2 separate regions of the Gossypium arboreum genome follow, and region 1 is linked to region 2. Evidence: chromatin contacts called from public Hi-C data. All regions are on one chromosome and are shown on one strand. The core of a region is the stretch at or near the end of the contact, and the rest is flanking DNA. Distances in the headings are between cores, read along the strand shown. Region 1 holds the start of LOC108479794 (pentatricopeptide repeat-containing protein At3g50420). Region 2 holds the start of LOC108478551 (dof zinc finger protein DOF3.4-like).

Region 1 (7,204 bases), core at 2,049-4,548, 310 kb after region 2:
CTCAGCAGCTCCTGCTGCAGCCTCTGCCCCACAGACTTCTGCAGCAACATCAGCAGCTTCCTCGGGAGGTGGATTGTCTCTTTTTAGTACACCGTCCTCTACTCCTGCTTCTTCCATGTCATCTTCTCTGTTTGCAACTCCAACTACAGGTGCTTCCATCCAAACATCCCTTTTCAGTTCTTCATCAGGATCTCTCCTAGGATCTGCATCCACTCCCTCTCTTTTTGCTAGTACCGTACCAGCTTTCGGCTCTACTGCATCTGCTGGAGGTTCACTTTTTTCAACACCATTTGCATCTGGTACCTTCTTATGCTATTATGTTCTCTGCAATTGCTTCTTTCTATTTTCACGAAATATCATTTTGAGATCATGCTTGGTATTTTGCTTGAGTAGCTACTGTTTTTTTACATAGGTTGATAGATTTGATCTAATTATTTTGTGGTCTGACTGAGTTCATTTTCAATCCCAGGTGCTCCAACAGGATCTGGTGCTAGCTTTGGGGCTGCATCTGTGAGTATAATGTTACCTTGACTTTCCTTTTATTTCTTTTCCTTTTTCATTATTGATCATAAAGTATAGGCATAGGTTCGAAGAAGACTAATTCCGAGTCTGCATCAGTCGGCATTGTCACATGGATTGATTATATTTCTCTTACTTGACCTCGTTGATGTATGTTCATGCAGAAATCATCAAGGCCGAAATCTCGGACTGCCCGGCGTTAGTCATCATATCTTGAATATGGAAATCCTGAAGCTACTTTCTGTTCACTGCAATGATCATTTGAACATGAAGGGGCCACATATTTCGTTTTGACAGTATCTATACCCAGTATATTCCTTTAAGTGCAATGTCATTAGCTCTTGAGTTGATCTTGTACGCATGTTGTTGATATCCAGGAAAACAAGATGTTAGCTTTGTCGAATATCCTGATCTTATTTTCAGTCATTCCAGCATTGATTTGTTTGCTACAAGATCCTTATTACTGTAATATTGTAGAACACACATTGTAGGATTTTTTTTCTATTTTTTGAGAAGTAATATTTGAAACTATTATTCGTGTGAAGATATAAAACATCATGGGCAAAATCACATTTAGTTCTGAATTTCTGTTGTCAAACTAGAAACATGAAAGGAAATCGTATGTTACTGATCTTTTCATGTTCCCTTGCAACCTATGGAGTTCAGCTTCTGCATCGTAAACCCGGGGATGCAATTGATCTCCAGACGTGAACATGTGAATAATGTTCTTATCTTCAATCCAGCTTAGCCCAGGATCCTTTTCCAACATCAAGCCTCTCATCTTTCTCCTCATTTCTGCAACATCTTGCCATCTCTCTGTTGCAGCATAAAGATTTGAAAGCAAGATATGGGTTCCACTATCTCTTGAATCAACCGTTAAAACCTGATTCGCTGCATGAACTCCTTTTTCCAGGTTTCTAAAAGTGACACAAGAGCTTAGCAATGTTCTCCAGAGTTCCAAATTATCTTCACTATATGGTGATTCTATAATTATCTTCTCTGCCTTGTCTAATAATCCGGCTCGACAAAGCAAACTCACCATGCAAGAATAATGCTTGGGTCCTGCAGTGCAACCACTTTCCTTCATAAAACCCCATAATAACTTTCCTCTCTCAACCAAGCCACTGTGGCTACAAGCAGATAGTAGAGACAAAAATGTTACTTGATCTGGTCTTAGTTCATGTTTTAGAATCTTGTCGAATAGCTTCAGGGCATTTTCTGCCATTCCATGTAGGCTATATGCCCCAAGCATTGCATTCCAACACTTTAAATCAGGGTTAGAAACCAATGAAAATATGGATTGAGCAGCTTTAAGGTTTCCATTTTTGGCATACATGTCAATCAGACTACCACAAACAGACATTTCAACATCATATCCAGATTTTATAGCCTGAGAATGAATCATCTCACCTTGTTTTAGCATTGCAAGGTCAGCACAAGCACTTAATACACCACTGAGAACAAAGCTATCAATTTTGTACCCCATTTGACACATTTCAACCAACAATCTAATAGCACTCTCCCCATCAGCCAATCTAGAATAACCCATAATCATTTCAGTCCAAACCATCACATCTTTCTTCAAGATCATACTAAAAACCTTCTGAGCAGATTCACTACCACCATTTCTAAAATACATGGACACAAGGGCAGTTCCTACAAAAACACTACTTTCCAAACCTGATTTTGTAATTTGACCGTGCAGGGGCTTCCCATAATCAGATGCCAAGAGTGCACTAGTTGCAGAAATGACAGCAGCAAAAGTGTATTCATCAGGCTTAAGAAAATACATTCCCTTCAACTCAACAAACAGCTCCATGGCTCTTATGCCATCTCCATGCTCTGCCAATCCCGCGAGCATTGAATTCCAAGAAACCAAATCAAAGTTTTGAATCCTGCTAAAAACCTTCAACCCCATTTCAATATCACCACAATTGCAATACATGTCAAGCAAGGCATTTTGCAAAGGTAAATCAACTACTATATTAGAAACGACAACTCGGGCATGGATAGTTTTCCCACACTCATAATTTCCCAACTTACCACAAGCATTTAACACCATGGAATAGGTAAATGGAGTTGGAAAAACCTCAAACTTCATCATATCAAAAAAGAGAGCCAGCCCTTCCATTATCTTATCATTCCTCAAGTATCCAAATATTGTAGAATTCCAAGAAACGACATCCTTGCCATCTATGCCAGCAAAAACTTCATTAGCAGATACCAAATCCCCAAAATTCGAGTACATCCCAAGTAACGAAGTTTGAACACAAACATCACCTAGAAATCCAGACTTCAGAAGAAGAGCATGTAGCGACGAACCAATCAATCTATCCTGAACCAATGAAGCAGCTTGTAACAAGCTCGTGAATGTGGCACCATTAGGCCTTAAACACTCAAAACCCATCTGGGAAACCAATCCAAAGGCTAAATTAGCATGGTTTATAGATCGAGAATACGCGGAAATGAGCGCATTGTATGAAACTACATTTCTATGGGGAGTTTTATCGAACACTTTCTTGGCATCTGAAAGGGAGTTGCATCGAGAGTACATAGATACAAGGTTGTTGTGGAGGTAGGGGGACGGGGAGTGGAGGCATGTTGTGGAGGTGGTCAGTAGGAAAGCGTGGAGTTGACGCGCTTTTTTGACTGTTGTTATGGAGCTGCATTTTTGTACGAGGGACGCTAGATAGCAGCTTTCGTATGACGGTAGCATGCACGCGGCCAAGGAGGTTTCTCAGTTCTGCAACTCTATGAACTGAATCAATCCTAAGTACAGTGTTCGGTCCCCCAAACAATTCTGTGTCGTGGATCGATCCTCAAACCCTGTTCTTAGAAATAAATGAATGAGTAAATAAATAACTAAAATAACATTACCGAAGATGAAAAATTGGGTTGGATTTACTGTTTTCCTTTCAATTTGATTCCTAAATTAAAGAAAGACAATGAATTCAATAAAAGTATAAAACTTGCCCAACTTGGTAATTTTACACTTGTATATAAATACAACATTGCGGTTCTTTAAGAAAAATGGGTAAAAAAATGTCTTCACCGTCGCTCACTGAGTCTCAATTTATTCGTATCTGCCGTCTGATCAACGATTCTCTCCATCCTTTCACCGTCCGTTCCATTCTCCTCCAAAATTTCAATTTCCCCTTCATTTTCTCTCTTTAATCTTATTGTTATTACTTTTGCTATGTTAGGTATCAGAGAATTTGTCTTTCAGCAAACAAGAAGAGAAAAACCTTCTTCTCATTCTCTCTCAGGTTCCCCTCTTTTCTTCTTCTCTAAAACTCCTACATTGAACCTCCTTTCATTACTTAACTCTATTGTCTGGTTCTATTTTCAGGTCTCAAATGAAATTCGCCGCTTGATTCCGTCGGCTCACATATCTTCTCCATTAAACCCAAACTCACAAAACCCCCATTGTTTATCCAAATCAATATCTCACCTGGTACTTTCTTTTTCTTTACTATTTTGTTAATTTTTGTAGTCTTTTCTTGAAATCCCAAATCGCCAAATCACATTAATTCTCAAATTTTCCTTTCAGATTCCTTTGTTAACTCTGGAAAGCCTATACGTTCAACATTTAGCTGGCAATGTGCTCGTTACCTTCTCTGAATTTCTAGCCTCATCTGTATGTTAATCAATTTAAAGATTTTATTTATAACTTTGAAGTTTGTTTTTTCCCTCCTTTTTATTAGGTTCTTTTCTTGTTATTGTAGGTAAAAACCTGGGAATTTTTTATCCATTCGCTCTCTATATGCTTAGAATTATCAATCTCGAACATATCTTCGTGTTCTTTTGAACCTTCAATAACTGGAGCTGGAGGTTCTGGTTCTGACTTATTGAATCTTGTAGGTTTATTTAAATCTAAGTTGAAAAATACCAGCTTGTTTACAGTAGCTGGAATTATCCGCACATTAAGAAATATACTGAAGTTTTTGAAGGAAGAGTGTGATGATGAGCTTGTTCTTGTGCTTTTAAATTCGATAAGCTTTTTCATTTCGAATGTGCCTTGGGATTCAATGGACGAGATCTTTGGTGGAAATGGTGGTGAAGATGATGAACGGAATACTTTGTTCTTGGGGAATTTTATTCAGCTACTATCTTCATTTGTTGACCAAATTAGTTTTGTGGAAGGGTTAGACGATTCCCTAGATAAGAATGTGATTCTTTCCAAAATTATCAACCTAGTGCCTAAACTTCTATATTGGTGCCTTCGCAAGGAAGGCAAATGTGTCAACACGTGCATCTCTCGGTACTTCAGCCACAAATTATTGGTATGTGAATGTAGATGTTTTGCTGCTAACCAATCCTGTTTTACTTTCACATACAAGCAGTCTAATTTGATTGACTTAAGCATTTTGCAGGTTTTGATGATCAGACTTAGTTTACAAATACCCCTAGATTTTTTGGTTCTTGTTTCCTGGTTGCAGCTTCTCCATAGATACTTTGAAGACCTTTTGTATCAACCTTTAACTGATGTCATGAATCAGGATGATTCTCTAGAGGACTCTCCTTTTATGTTAAGTAATTTTGATGGAGAGGTGCATAGCATGCACTCTCGCCATTTACAAAGACAGGCCATTTTTCTTTTCTTGAGGTGTTCCTTCAGTTTGATAAATCTTGGAAAAGCCACTAGGAAGCATTATTCTAGTGCAACTGTGAAGTCATCCATAGATGTTGATGCAATTTCAGAGCACAGTTGTTATGGTAGAGAGAAAGGTTTATTAGAGCTTTATGCATGGCTTTCGGGACATGTTCTGGTCGATAAGCTTGTTGCCCATGAAATGTACAGGGAGAAGTCCATAAACTTCTCATTTTCCCTCCTCAAACTGTATACGCATGAGGTCAGTTTGCTGCAGCATTGAAACTTTGTTAAACACTATGTGTTGTTCCTTTGTCTCTTTGCGTGTTCCTTTTCCTGAAAATTAAAGTGCATCATTATCATTATTTTTGTAAGCTTACTGCAATTATTTGTGCATAAAGAGTTTATTAGTTGCTCTAGAACTAGCTATTTGTTTGTTTTTTTCCTCATCTAGGCTTTCTTAGGGTGCCATTTTGTATTTCCTTTTTTGTCTTAGGATGACATATTATTCAAATTTCTCTTGGAATTGCTTTCTCTACAAGCCTGCGAAGAACAACAGTGAGCACAAATATCCTTGTTGTTACCATCATTTTGTTTAATGATTTTTCTTCGGTTATTCTTTGACCTTTTTCTTGGTTTGTCTACAGATTTCACAAAGAAAGGCTGGCACCTCAAGATGAGATGGAAGATGTTCTTTTTCATGTTTCATATATTTTTAATCCCATATGCCTGTTTCATCTCTTCCTTGCAGAGGCAAGTCTTTTATGCCCTAATCTTGCTATAAGCACTCCAGGCTCCAATTTTGTTGTCCAATAAAAAAAATGTCAATGGGAAAAATATGTTTCTATTTCTTTTATTTGAGTAGGTCATAGATAATCCCTGATGTTATGTGTTTCTGTTCATCATCTGTAGTTGCACTATGATCATCAAGTTCTTCTTGATTATCTTATCTCGAAAGACACAGGAATTAGCTGTGCAGAGTATCTCTTAAGGTATTTATTTTAGTTTCCATCTACAACATGCTGTTTCTTAAACTTGTCCACACAAGGTAGCTTGATAAGACAGCTGTTTTGTTCATTTCCTTTTTACATCTGATTCAATATAACTTGTCATACTTTTCTTCTGGGGTGTGGCCTTTTGTTTATTGTGTAGGTGCTTGCGCATCGTTTGTGATTCATGGCAAACATTTATGGAGTTTTCAGTTTACGGGAAACTAAGTAATCAATTATCTAGCAAGAGAAGAAAAATTTTGTCAGAAAGCTCCAATTTTAAGATAGAGCCGTCATCTGGACCTGTGAAAACGATTCCTTTGTCCCTAGAGAAGAAATTTAATGGTAACCTTGAATATAGACACACGAAACAAATGTATGAGCTAGCCAAAGGTTGTTTGCTTTCTCTGAAAAAGTCCGTGGAGAACCTTCACCTGAAGAACTTGTTCCCGTACAACCCAGAAGTTCTTCTTAAACGGTACTTCATTTTCCTATTATGGTATATTCCTTTCATCAATACTGTAAGGCTCTTCATATGTTTATAGAAGTTCTGTCTCTTGCTTCAATTGCAGCCTAGAAAGATTTCAGGAATTGTGCTTTAAACAGTAGGACGAATACATGTTCTGAGGAATGAAAGCCCTAGTCAGGTAACTGAGCTGTCTATAAGGGTTCTTTGTTTCCCTGTTTTCATTTTTTTTGGAAAACATTCTCATCATTTTCTGATGTTTGTCTGAGGAAAAGAAAGTTAGTCAACAAAAACTTTTTTGCAGGTCAATGGAAAATAACACTCATTTTGCATAAATTGACTTACGGGTTGAAAGCTTGTAAGACATTTTACAATTTCTTTCTCACGTCTCTAAAAGCTCTCTCCAGGTACGATTTGCTTCAATATTTGCTTCTCTCTTACAGATTTTCTTCTTATCTAAAAATTTCCTTCATCTTACTAATTTTATCCAAGTTTTGGTCTTAAACCCTAAACCCAAATTCTTTCATCTTTGCCTCTCTTTATGGGTTTGATTTTGTTGTTTGCTTCTTATATATATATATATGCATATGTGTGTGTGTGTATTCCCTTTAATCTCTTTTACTCTCATACTTCTTTGTG
Region 2 (6,925 bases), core at 1,477-3,976:
TATTGATTAGATGGTTAAATATTAGTACTTTTATCCTTTAAATCCTGAGTTTGATTTTTATCCTACTTACAGTTGTAATTTTTATTTTATGTTGTTTTAATATTTTATTTTTATTTTTAATTAATATTTTTAATACATTAACTCTTTTAGTTAGATGGTTAGATAATTGTGATTTCATCCTTGAGTCCCAAGTTTGAATTCTCTTATAAATATTTTAATATGTATTTTTATTTATTGTTGTTTCAAACTTTTTATTTTTAATTACAGTTTATAAATTAATAAATATTTTTTTCAAGTTTCTTATCTTTAATTATTAACTATTTTATTTATAAAATGAAATAAATTATTGCAAATATAATTATTTTTAGTACATATAACTTTTATATGTGTAATATTTATTTCAATCCCTATCATGAGTGTAGTAAATTGACATATTATATATTTTTGTATGTATATTTAAAATGATTATTTGAAATATTTCACCTATAAAAATATTTTAATATCATACTCACAACGTAGATGAAAAAACAATGATATTTAAAATAATTACATGATTTTATAATATTAGAAATCACCATACTCATGATATAGGCGAATAAAATACATATTATATATATCTAAAAATTAGTTGATATTTTTAAAAATAATTATATCTTTATTATTTAATTTTATTAATAAAAGAGTTATTAATTAAAAATATAAAACTTGAAAATAATATATTTATTAATTATAAACATTAATTAAAAATAAAAAAACAAACTTAAAACAAAAAATACATATTAAAATATTTATAAAAAATCAAACTTGAGACTAAAAGATGAAATCATAACCATCTAATCAAAAGAATTAATATATTAAAATATTAATTAAAAATACTAAAATTTAAAAGAATATGAAATAAAAAAATTTAAACAAACATTAACATTTAACTATCTCATTAGTGAATGAAATTTCCTCTTAAAAAGTATCGGGTAAAATATTCGTGCATCTTGATATAAAATTATAGCACCAAATAGGAGCCGTTGATTGGTGGTAGAGGGAGGAAGAAATAAAGAAGGTGAGGGCGAGAAATGCGGTACGGAGGAGGAATCTGATGCGGACATGACGCTTCCCAAATCAGAGGGGAGACCCAATAATTGCTCCCCACGCTGTCCCCCACTCTTTATTCTCTCTTCCCTTCTTCTACTGTCCCCACCCATCAATCCCTCTCAATCACGCTGCTCCATCTCTCCTTTACTCTTTTTCTTTTTAACTTCCTAAATATTTTACTATCTTTGCCATGCTTCTCTTTAGGATGATGGCGACACCACAAGTTTAATTTGGAATAGGGAGCTATTTTTATCACAAAATAATAAATTTCCCTTAGCTACCTAAAAACTCACGTTCTGGATTCTTCATAAATGTATAATTTCTTATATATTTTTAAATTATGCTTTTTAAGTTTAAAAAAAGTTTAAAATTTATTTTATCTTTTACTATGTTTTTGTGGATTTTATTTTCAAGATAACATTGTTTCTGTAACTTAAGCTATAAAATTTTATTTTATTTTTAGACTTATAATTTACTAATTTGAAAGAAATTAAAAATCAAAATTGTTTCCGGAAAAACATAGGAAGGTATTCAAAACTAACTTAAAAGTTTGATGCAACATTTATCAAAATTCTATTTTATTTAATTAAAAATGCTACTATATTTTTTCCATTTTTCACCCAAATCACAATGAATAAAATATAAATATTGTTTATATAATTTAAGGAAAATATAATAAATAGATTAAAATTATATACTTTATCAATCATTGGAGTAGTCCTTCGACAATAATTTTCAATTACTAAAATGTGTTACCTAAATTTAGATATTACAAATAAGCATGAGGTGCTACCTAAAATTAAGAGAAATTAGCTCATGAACTATTTCCTTCTTATCATTTATGATCTCTTTTAATTATTTAATAATATTTTAATAATTTTTTCATGTCATTAACATATAATTTTGATAAAAAATTTACTATCAATTTGAATTCGAACCTTAAACCTTAAACTCCGAACTCAAATATTAAACTCAAAACATTAAATTTTAAATCCCAAATCTTAAGTGAGTTCAAAATTTTAAGTTGTAAGTTCAGGATCGAAGTTTAGTATTTAAGGTTCGAAGTTTAAGGTTTATGATAAAAAAATATCAAAATTATATATTAATGATATGAAAAAAATTACTAAAATATTATTTAAAAATTTAAAAAAGAGCCATGAATAATATAGTAGGAAGGATGTATAACTAAGGATGAAAGTTGGAAGCAAAAATCAATATTGAAGTGCAGCGTAATCCCTTCTCTTCCTTCTAATTAGATTTTGTATCGAAAAAGGAATCTAAGGTGAAGAGGAGGAATTCATAAACCCTATTTTATATGTACACCCTTAAGCAGACATTGTTGAATATTGATAAAGTTCTGAGCTGTAGTTTTCATCTCTGCTGGAATGTCCCCTCAAAGCTTGAATATTTTTCTATCATAGGGGAGAAATTTGTTATTGCCTAGAATTTTAGTTGAACCCTATGTTTATACCATCCACATTCCAGGCCCTTGTTTCACACTGCTTCAATATTTACTTTAAAATACCACCATCATTAATGTCGTAGTTTTTGCGGACTGTAATGGGTACACTTAGAAGAACTACTAAATTGTCATCATCCACAAGTGCGACATCATTACACAAACCAAAATACAAGACCAAATGGGACCCCCTTTATTTGACTGCTTATCCATCCGATGATTATCGGTTTACAAACGCCAAAATAGCTAAGAAAAATCCAAAAAGGAAACACAGCAACTTAAATCAGTGCAGTTAAACAACACAAAGCCGTATTCCTAGTTGATAGAGCCGACCCTAATCAGACCCCCCATTGTCTAGCCGACTGATCCATCTGTCGTGCCTAACAGAACACTGTAAAAGCCTGCTTTCTTCTCTCTCCATGTCTCATATAACCTTCAGAACTTGTTTTCACTGTCCACCAGATTCTCTTCTCTACCTCTCCTCCCATAAAATCCATCCCTTCTCTGTCCCTTAGCTCCATATAAGCCAAGCAACATAAGCAGCAAAGTCTTAAAACAAGGTGCATACCACTATAGGTGAAGCCATTTTTGTTTTGGTCTGAAAATGCCATCAGAATCGGGAGATCAAAGCAGGCGTTTAAGCAAGGTCCTAAACCCGGGAGCCCCCCCACCAGAACAAGAGCAGCTACCTTGTCCACGTTGTGACTCCACTAATACTAAGTTCTGCTACTATAACAACTACAATTTTTCTCAGCCTCGTCATTTCTGCAAGTCCTGTCGTCGTTACTGGACTCATGGTGGTACCCTCAGGGACATCCCTGTTGGCGGTGGCACCAAGAAAAACGCTAAGCGTTCTCGCACCAACACCCATGCCACCGCAACTACTCATAATAACTTCCCATTACCTGCCACCCCGGTTTTGTTGCCAATCTCGGCCAACCAAGGAAGTTTTGGTATTGGTGGAGAGTCGAAAGGCAACGGGGGTGGTAATGGAAACATATGTGGAAGTTTTACCTCCTTGTTGAATACACAAGGGCCTGGTTTTCTGGCTCTTGGTGGGTTTGGGCTCGGTATTGCTCCAGCACTTGAGGATGTTGGGTTCGGGCTTGGGAGAGGAATCTGGGCCTTTTCAGGAATGGGAGATGGAGCAGCCGTTGTTGGTGCCAACGGTGGTGGGGCCGCTGCTGCTACGGGAATGGGGAACCCATGGCAGTTTGAAGGTGGAGAAACTGGGTTTGTTGATGGCGGGGATTGCTTTTCTTGGCCTGAACTTGCTATTTCAACCCCAGGAAATGGGTTCAAGTGAATCTTCTGTTTTCGGTTCCTCGTCTTTTTCATTTCTCTTTTTCTTTTTCCTAGCACAAGGTGAATTAATGAGTGCTGAGAGTATATTATTAGCAATATCTAAGTAGAGTAGAAATAGGACTATGATATATTCTTCTTCTTTTTGATGACTCAATGCTATGTGATTTGGTTTGTTTTGTCTACCATTTCTATCTGTGTAGAGACATGGCTGAAATCAAAATGATGAGTGCGTAGTTGTTGGTGTTGACATGCCCCACCTTTTAATTTGCTCGAATATTAGATAGCACTGTTGTTTAAGATGATGACTAATATATTTTCACTTATTTTTGTTTAACCGAAAAAAGGGTTGCCAGTTAAACCTTATCCACTCAGTAACGTGCCTTAGAAGAAGTTATTTTACAAGGAGACATCCCCATGCTGAAGTTTGAAGAATTTGTGAGGCAGATAGAAGATTTGCAGAACCGGTCTTGATCTTAGAAACAACTAAAGCAAATTGCAATCTACTTCCACATCTTTATTGCACTTGATTTTATTTCAACAAACCAAATATTTAGCTTCAGCTTAAGGTTAGGGTCTTTCAACCATATTCATCACTGTCAGTATGTTGTGATGCCAAAGCTATGAGCTTTTCATGGAAAACCAATCTTCCTTTTTACCAAACTGAAATTTCAGAAATAGGGTAACATTTCCAGAAGCTGCATTTGACATGAAATATAGAAAGCAAGCTCTCTGGTATTATTTGTAGTTAAAAAGTTGGAGCTGATTTTAGATCTCAAAAACCTGCAAGACCCCAAAATTCATTATAAAAAGAAAAAAATGGGTCGAATTCATTATAGAAGTAGATAAACATTTGGACAGAGCTGCAAGAAATTAATTTTTGGCGGTTAAATTCAATTCAGTGCAGAAGCTAGATCTCATGTTGTAAATGCAACCCCCCAAAATTGCAGATTTTTTCCCTTTTGGTGTATGCACCTACAATACGCTTTACTCCTATTAAATATAATGTTCCGAACTTAAAAGCTCCAACCGTCGGCGTGAATTTAGAGGTCTACACTCTATACTAACATGTCACATTCCGATGCCAATCTCAATTGAAATACATGAATTAAGTTATAAATAACGATGGCTCCTACTTGCATGTCTTGGAGCTCCATAGCCTCCGGTGAGGTGTGATTGTAATGGACGCATCACAGCCTCTGTTTGGATACACTACTCCAATCATCAGTGGGACCAAAATCTTTCAGTGGCAAGAAAAGATCTGGTGAAGAAATCCACTGGAGTATATTTCCAATTTTGTCTCCCTTTATTTTATTTTTAATGGTTATAGTTTTATTTATTAGTTTTCATTTAAATTTTTAAAATAATTTAGATGATTTTTATTTTAAATAAATCAATATATTTATTTAATATCTTTTATTTTTATTTTAGTAATTTTAAATTATTATAAAAATTAATTAAAAATATTTATAAAAATATTATGATAATTTTATAAAAATAAAATAATTTTCTATTGTCCTTAATAATCATTTTCTATTCTCACTTCACCTCTACTATTGCGTTTAAATCCAAACACTCACCACCATTGTTTTTAATCACACTGTTTACTATCCAATCTTACAGCTACAGTAATTAACCTCGCCACCACCGCTGTTTTTAACCTCAGTGGAGCCAAACACATCGTCTATCCAAAGGAAGCCATATTTTAAATTCTAGCATCCTCTGTTCCAACTCAATCCACCTCGAAATATTATATATGCAATTTTCTCATTAACACTTTGAATGTTATAGAAAAATGGGTAGGTGGTTGTTATACACCTATAACAACATTTGAGGTTCAAATCATATTTGAGTTGTATTTAAAGTTTTAAAATTAAAAAAAAGACTATTAATATATTAATAAGTGATATTTAGATTGTATCTTTAATAAATTAACAAATATAATTGGCAAAATAAGGCCTATAGGCCGTTTTTTTTTTAAATTAGGGTTTTGGGCTAGTTTTAATTTTAATTAGAGATATATGTTATTTTTGCTAGAAAGCGCGTCCAACTAGACGAGCTTTCTTGTTCTCTCTCCTAAGGTTAGGGTTTTTATTTTATTAGGGTTAGGGTTTTTTATTAGGATTTTTGTTTAAGGTTTAGTGTATTTTCAAAGCATTCAGGGTTTTCGACGAAAATTCTTAGGTAGTTTTGAGGGGTTGGGGATGTGATAACGCGCCTCAGCACACATAAATTTCATATGTCATGGCGGGATAGGACCATGACTATAGAAACCTATTGTGCGGAAATCCGGTTTCAAGTTAATAATGCTTGATACAATGAGGGGTCAAAGTCAATGTAAAGGTCCCAATTGATGGCCGTGATGCGGTCATGGGTTTGAGTATAACTGGGGGGCTAGGTGACGGTCGTTACTAGGTTAGGAGTTCAAGCTTTTTCGATACCCGCAAACAATGCTCTATATATACTATACATAAGATTGAGGCCATAATCATACGGAAAAACTCTGGAGACTTCTGGTGCAATCAACGTAATTTCTTTATTTATTTCCAAGCAGCTATCTCAAACCTTTCATTATTGTCCGAAGCCCGACATCGAGGTGGACACAAAAGGGCTCTTAGAAGGAGAGCGAATGTTCCGGCATAGTAAAGGTCAAACTCAAGTTGGCGCGATAACAGTTGTAGTTATTAATGGGTTGTGTAATAACAACAACCGTCATCGCTCTAAAAGGAGCATCACCTTTACTGCACCGTATAGTTGCTGCCCCTGCTTAAGATTCCTCTTGCGTCGACGACGGTATCAGCCTTCGAACAAGAATGAAGGTTAAAAGTACTGATTGCTTGAAAATGAAGAAAAAATTACACCGATTATAGCTAGAAGCCTTAGAGTTTTTCCATATGAATATAACCTCAAACTTTTGTATGGTATTTATAAGGTATCATTTTCAGATATTTCGAAAAGATTAAGCTGGTGGCCGCGTAATAGTTGTCAAATGGCTCCTTTATTACTACATAACGATCATTGATTGATACTTCTACGTCGGCTTCTACCCTTGAGCTTAAAAAAAAAATCACCTCA

The links. A called contact is a pair of places that touch in the nucleus more often than the background predicts.
Region 1: a Hi-C map of leaf shows a contact between it and region 2, with 2.7 times the contacts expected there. The contact joins the promoter of LOC108479794 here to the promoter of LOC108478551 in region 2. A contact is called at or near these places in 2 of 5 Hi-C or Micro-C datasets (both in leaf).

What each region holds. Positions count from the first base shown.
Region 1 is chr12:18,168,208-18,175,411 of ASM2569848v2, forward strand. It overlaps LOC108479794 (pentatricopeptide repeat-containing protein At3g50420), which reads right to left and starts at 3,299. Exons shown (of 1, transcript XM_017782585.2): 1 at 894-3,299. The coding sequence starts at 3,235. The coding sequence ends at 1,118. It overlaps LOC108476553, which reads left to right and starts at 3,515. Exons shown (of 13, transcript XM_053022757.1): 1 at 3,515-3,639; 2 at 3,723-3,785; 3 at 3,869-3,973; 4 at 4,070-4,156; 5 at 4,245-4,802; 6 at 4,893-5,372; 7 at 5,607-5,668; 8 at 5,758-5,863; 9 at 6,023-6,102; 10 at 6,263-6,577; 11 at 6,672-6,746; 12 at 6,870-7,204. The coding sequence starts at 3,550. The coding sequence ends at 6,708. It overlaps LOC108479795 (nuclear pore complex protein NUP58), which reads left to right. Exons shown (of 6, transcript XM_017782588.2): 4 at 1-299; 5 at 470-510; 6 at 684-1,072. The coding sequence ends at 722.
Region 2 is chr12:17,854,855-17,861,779 of ASM2569848v2, forward strand. LOC108478551 (dof zinc finger protein DOF3.4-like) reads left to right here and starts at 2,727. Exons shown (of 1, transcript XM_017781011.2): 1 at 2,727-4,100. The coding sequence starts at 3,153. The coding sequence ends at 3,854.